Regions from separate parts of the Capra hircus genome. Here region 1 is linked to region 2. The links are chromatin contacts, called in public Hi-C maps. All regions are on one chromosome and are shown on one strand. Each heading gives the region's core, a stretch centred on a gene start, on an enhancer-like site or on the middle of the called end of the contact. The rest is flanking DNA. Distances are from core to core; before and after follow the strand shown.

Region 1 (3,369 bases), core at 822-3,321, 760 kb after region 2:
GAAAATGGAAACCAATCTCAAAGCAGTACCATGTTCTTAATTGGTACCATCAGAAAAACTAGCCAAGCCAGTCAACTCTCTGATTTAATTTCCTAGGGAGAAGCCTTATCTCCCCAGGGGCAGGGAACAAATCAAGCTCTTCAAGTAAATTCACTGAAGATCCTCTCTTTTCATGGGGTTCACACCCCAACTACCTCCTTGAGTGGAGAGAAGGGTTTACAGCTTTGCTCTGTCCAAACAAATCTTCTCCTAGGTACAACTCAACCTTTTAGACCCTCAGTGTAGGTAGAGGTTTAAAATTTGCGTCCTGTATAGGGAACAGACTTGTGATTGCCAACAGGGCAGAAGGTGAGACAGGGATGGATTGGGAGTTTGGGATTAGCTGATGCACAGTATTATCTGTAAAAAGATAAACAGTAGGTCCTATTGCATAGCACAGGCAACTATACGCAATATCCTGTGACAATCCATGATGGAATGAATATGAAAAAGAATGTGTATGTATACAACTGAATCACTTTGCTGTACAGCATAAATTAACAGAACATTGTAAATCAACTATACTTCAATTTAGAAAAAAAAAAAGATTTGTGTCTTGAGTTTTCAGTTACCTCCTTTTCCAAGTCCCCAAGGGTGGCTCATCTCACTTTGGAATCTACTAGCTATTGTATCTTGGCATCTCAAACATGACTTTTAATCCCATATCCTAATACAAATGACGTTTGCACTTGCCGAATTCATAGCCTGATTTCTAATTCAAATGTTTGTTTTGCACTTCCTTTCAAATGCTTTTGAAAGATTTTCTTCCTTCAATATTTAGTACCTTGACACAAGTGGATTAGGAACAGTTGTTTAGAGTAAAATTCCCCAGCTTCCAGGATCTAATGCCTGATGATCTGAAGTGGAGCTGATATTAATATAATCATAATAGAAATAAAGTACACCCAACCCATACCACCCCCTATCCCAATCCATGAGAAAAATCATCCTCTACGAAACTGGTCCCTGGTGCCAAAAAGGTTGGGGATTGCTGAGAAATCACTGAGAATGTGGAGTGCTTTATAATTCAAAAATATTTATATCACAACATCCTCAAATTGATTAACCCAAAGGAGAGATTAAATACTAACAAACGCCCTTTTCTCCTTCTGGTTTGTACAGCTACACAGATATTCACAGCCTGGAGCCAGGCCACTCCACCGACACAGATGATCCAGAATCAGGGTCCATCTTGATAACCACAGGAGCAGGCAGCCAGTGACATCAGAAGCCAGCACTGTGACTTCTGTTTGCCTAGTGCTGCTGTGTTGAGGAAATCACAAGGTGGTGTAAGGAAAACATTAGACAAAAAGCCTTTCATTCCTGTTGAGAGGTGCTTGGGAATGGCTTTTAAAGGAAGTTTCTGAATCCCTGCAGCCATTTTTAAACCTTCAACTTGCATTAATAAAAGGTATAGTAGAAAAGAACTTGACAATTTGAAAGTGATGTAAAGCAATGAGAATGCAGATTCAAATAGATCTACTTTCTATTTTTCATTATATTATATATATATATATATATACACACACACACACATACACACATATGTATGTATATATGTATATATAGGCTTCCAAGGTGGCTCAGTGGCAAAGAACCCGCCTGCCAATGCAGGAGACCTAAGAGACATGTGTTCAATCCCTGCGTTGGGAAGATCCCTGGAGGAGGAAATGGCAACCCACTCCAGTCTTCTTGCCTGTAAAATCCCATGGACAGAGGAGCCTGGAGGGCTACAGTCCATGGGGTCACTAAGAGTCGGACGTGACAAGCGTCTCAGCACCAGCACATACATTCTCTTTAAACCAATTGTTAGTTTTGGCTTTTAGTTTGACTATAAAGGCACCCAGCTGTAGGGTGGTTATGCCATCACCCCAGACTCAGTGAGACTTGTATAAAGTCATTTTCATATAAACACAAGTTGGATGCAGTAATTAGGCTGGCCTATGGTGTTTATTGATTTCTGCTTGAACTGTGCTTTTCCTAATGCTCCACTTTCCTTCCAGCTACACTCTAGGCTCTCATATTACCTCCTCACACCTGTTCTGCTCCATCATGCCTTCCAGCTTCACTCATTACTTTTCAGGGCATCTCTAAAACTGTACCCTGAAATAACATGCCACACCAGATTTATTATTCAGAATGCTCATGCATGTAATATATTTGGCCTAGAGCCTCAAAAAAATAAGTTGGAGATTTATCCTACTAAGAAAATTCACAAGCCCCATCGTGGTTATAATAATTAGCACTTGGTTAGTTGTTCTCTGGGCAAGAGAGAAACAATTTTCTGGCTGTACTGACTATTAAGATTATTAAAAAGAGGGGCTTTCAGGAGAAGCTGAAGGGATGTTCCTGGCGATGCAGTGGTTAAGACTTCACACTTCTACAGCAGGGCACATAGGAAACTAAGATTCCACATGCCTCACCATGTGGCCAAGAAAAAACAAAACAAAACAAAAATAATAGTTAAAAGAAACAGAAGTTGAATGGCCCAGTCTATATAAGTTCCTGATATCTTGGCAGATCATTACTAATGATTAAGGGAGGCCTAACAACCGTCTCAAAGAAAAATCCATGTCACATGAGATGTGCAAAAATGAGAAAAATTCTACAAAGAAATGTCATCTAGCAGCCGTCCAACACATTCATAGCCTGACTCAAAGGACAGCACTCCAGCCCTGAGATCTGCCCGGTTGCAAGCCACTGCTGATGGCTACACAGGCCATGTGACACGACCCAGGACTCCAGGCTATGCTGACGAACCTGCTCAGTGACGTAGTGGCCGTGTCACGCCTCTCTGGAGACACAGCTTAGCTGGAGATGCAGGACTTCTGACTTAGGACTGCCGACTCCCTGATCCATTAGGTCGCCCCTAAGTAAGTGTCTTGTCTCTAAGGAGTCCCTCCCAGGTGGAGGAGGAAGGCCCAAACAGATGACCCTAGTGCTTTAGCAGGACTGGCTTTAGAGAAAGACATATACACAAAACATCAAGACAAATCTTTAGAGTAACTCTTTTTAAAATAGTGTTTCTGAGTTCAAAAATAACTCATCCAAAGACAAACATTTTAAAACTCATTTCTTGTGAGCTAATCAGCCAAGTGAACTGAAAAGTTGTGGGACTTGTACAAAACCAATTGTTTCTGCAAATGGGTTATCTGACTTAAATCTGACTCTGCGATCCGGTGGACTGAAGCCTGCCCGTCTCCTCTGTCCATGAGATTTCCCAGGCGAGAATACTGGAGAAGGTTGACATTTCCCTCTCCAGGGGATCCTCCGGACCCAGGGATCAAACCCAGGCCTCCTGCCTGCATTGCAAGTGGGTTCTTTACTGAC
Region 2 (3,375 bases), core at 29-2,528:
AAACTTCCCATCTGTACTGAATCATTTGGCAAGAAGTGGTCCATAGCCAGTGCAAATATAAGAAGAGTGCAGGAAAGGGTGGGGGCGGGGTGGGACCTGGGAGAAGAAGTTTTAAATGTGTGGAGCTATGAAGCTTCCCAGGTGGCACAAGCGGTAAAGAATCTGCCTGCCATTTCAGGAGGCTCAAGAGACTCTGCTTCGATCCCAGGGTGGGGAAGATCCCTTGGAGGAGGAAATGGCAACCCACTCCAGTACTTTTGCCTGGTGAATCCCATGAATAGTGGAGCTTGACAGGCTACAGTCCATAGGGTTGCAGAGAGTTAGACGTGACTGACCCAACTTAGCATGCACGCGTGAGTGAAAACATCTCATCTTCGCCTCCCACTAAAAACCAGCACTCCCACATCACTGTTTGCCCAAGGAACCATTCTTTCTCTACTTTGAGTCTGTAGTTCCTTAGCAGCCCCACAGCCAGCATCCCTGCCCAATGCCTTTGGCAATCATCCGGGGCCTGGGAACAACTCTATCCTGTGTGGACACCTGTGGGTGCCGCCCAGAGTTCCTGAAAGGAGGATGGATGGTTAACCATGGCCCCCAGCTCTTGGGGGGCTCTGCCCTTCTGCAAGCCGGCTGGGAGGAACCGGGGGCTCCTGGGTCCCGGCCGTGCACTGAGAGATGGGAGTAAGCATTGGGAGAGGGCGGACAAGTCAGAGCTGGAGGGGAAAGGACCATTCTGGAAGCACACCTGAGAAAAAGGAAGTGTCCTCTCAGAACCCAAGGAGAAGACAGAGGGCCCCCAAACAGTCATACTGTGACCAGTGCTGCCAGGCAATCAAGGAGGTGGGTGAAGGAGGGGGTGGAGAGATATTATTTCTGGGGCAGATGGAAGAGCTCTGACAAGCAAATGCCACGGTTAGTGTCAAAATGGCATTCATCTTCAACCCTTGGTGGTGAAAAAAAAAAAATGTATATATAGTTTCTCTGAAACAGCACTGAGTTTGAGATCCCCTGTGGTTCACGTGGTAAAGAATCTGCCTGCCAAACAGGAGATGAGGGAGACCCGGGCCGGATCCATGGATCCGGAAGATCCCCTGGAGAAGGGAATTGTTACCCACTTCACTGTTCTTAAGCCCAAAGGGTTAGGAAAGATGCTTGGCTTTCTTCCCAGGTCCAGACCTCGAGGAGGAGCCAGGCTTGCAAAGGTTTTTGGAATTCTCTAAGGGGAGGGCCCTGGGCGTGGAGGGCAGTTTCTGCTAGAGGCGCTACAAAGAGGCTTTGTTCCAGGAGGACGCACTGGGGTGGGCCTGGGAGAGGGTAGGTTTGGTCCCGCCCAGGAGCAAACACTGTGGCTAGCCTCCAACAATAGTTTTGTTAAAAATCAGGAATGCAGGAACGTGCCAGAGACCGTTTATTTTCCTCTGGGGTGGGACAGAGGGAAAGCCGCTCCCTTTCTTGAGCGGGACCGAGTGTTGTCCCTGCTTGCTGGCACAGTGCCAGTTCCCAGGTCTCCAGGGAGGCCAGGTGACCACCTGCCCCTTCCCTTCGGAGATGGCGTATCTTTCCCAGCCGTGATCATTTTCTCTGGCGCTAGAAAGAGACGCTCAGACTCCCAGGCCTGAAACCCAGATAAACAGCCCACATGGCTGCTTGGGTGTTCAGGCTTGGCTGACTCTGCAACCCCATGGACTGTAGGTCGCCAGGCTCTTCTGTCCATAGAATGTTCCGGGCAAGAATACTGGAGTGGGTTGCCATTCTCTTTTCCAGGGGATCTTCCTGACTCAGGGATGAAACCTGCGTCTCCTGCATTGGCTGGCAGATGCTTTACCACTGGGCCACCTGGGAAGCCACTCTTACCCAACTCTAGTATCGAAAGATGGAGCGGTGGTTGGTCCCCAGACCAGGCAATCCTGCAGATGCTCCCAGAGACACAGACGCACACGCACACACAGACACAAACAGACACAGACACACAGACACACACAGACACAGACACACACAGACACACACAGACACACACAGACACAGACACACACACACAGACACACACACACACACAGGCACACACACAGACACACACACACAGACACACACACACACAGGCACACACACAGACACACACACGCAAACACTCTTTCTCTCTCTCTGTGGGAAACCCCGCGCCCCCTTGTGGTGCAAAGAGCTTCTCCGCTCGAAGGAGGACTCCTGGATTCGCGCCCAGGTCTCCGTTTGGGGGTCCTCCGCTGTCTCCAGGCGCCTCTTCCATGGTCGGGGCTCGAAACAGAAGGGGACTGAGGTTTGAGAGACTCTTCCCTGGGATCGCTGTCCCCCGCGCCCGCCTCCAGGTGGCTCTCTCAGCCAGGGCAGGAGACCGAGTCGTAAGGCGACAGCCCCAGTTTGGAATCCCATCCCAGGCGGCCTCCCTGGTGGCTCAGACCGTAAAGTATCTTCCTTGCAAAGAGGGAGAAGCGGGTTTGATGCCTGGGTCGGGAAGATCCTTTGGACAGGGGAATGGCGAGCCACGGCAGTATTCTCGTCTGGAGCATCCCAACGGCAGAGGTGCCTGGTGGGCTACAGTCCATGGAATTAAAGAATGATCAACACTTTCAGCGTTAACACGAGCTTTCAGCGATTAACACGAGTCAGGAACCCTTCGGTTTCCCTGTGACACGCTGGGTGTCCTAGCGCCGCCGGCTGCTCCCGCCACCTCCGCCACCCACCCGCTCCTTGCGTCTCATTAGGAGGATGAGCTCAAAGAAGTAGATCGAGTGAAGCTGGGATAGCCAGGTTCCCTCCCGGTGGCTGGATAGGGTCTTTCCTCCCCTCCCAAGGCTGGGAGCCTTTGGGCCTCAGAGAGCAGCTTCAGACTCTCCTCGGCAAGTTGCGCTCACATCCGTCCAGTTCTGCGTGAACCTCGGGGCCTCCCTGGACCCGCTGACGACCAGGATGGGGAGAGAGAGCAGACCTGGAGGGCACTCCGGTTGCCAGAGCGCGCTGCCAGGGCGCGCTGCCCGACCCCGGGCGCCACTGTGGCTCCGCCGGTAAAATGTATGCCTACAATGTGGGAGACCTGGGTTCGATCCCTGGGTCGGGAAGATTCCCTGGACGAAGGCATGGCAACCCACCCCAGTATTCTTGCCTGGAGAATCCCCGTGGACGGAGGAGCCTGGCTGGCTATAGTCCATGGGGTCGCAAAGAATCGGACACGACTGAGCGACTTCACTTTCACATTCAGTCATTCGCTCTCATTGGCTCCTATGGGGGCGGCCTCGGCCCGGGACCCGCCTGGAAGGGCCGCGCGGCGCCCCCGCGCGGAGCATCCTTTATTCCCGGACACCGGGAAAGGGAGGCAGCGCCCACACCGGTGAGTCCGCTTGT

Evidence for each region. A called contact is a pair of places that touch in the nucleus more often than the background predicts.
Region 1: a contact with region 2 is called in a Hi-C map of blood, with 5 times the contacts expected there. The contact joins two enhancer-like sites. A contact is called at or near these places in 2 of 5 Hi-C or Micro-C datasets (both in blood).

Annotation. Positions count from the first base shown.
Region 1 is chr15:67,827,865-67,831,233 of ARS1.2, forward strand. No RefSeq gene overlaps it. Among named protein-coding and RNA genes, the nearest start is that of FAM76B, 32 kb to the right of the region's middle. Within about 2 kb of position 2,072, at least 1 of the 5 cell types and tissues checked has an H3K27ac peak or open chromatin away from gene starts, as enhancers often do.
Region 2 is chr15:67,067,838-67,071,212 of ARS1.2, forward strand. No RefSeq gene overlaps it. Among named protein-coding and RNA genes, the nearest start is that of ENDOD1, 71 kb to the left of the region's middle. Within about 2 kb of position 1,279, at least 4 of the 5 cell types and tissues checked have an H3K27ac peak or open chromatin away from gene starts, as enhancers often do.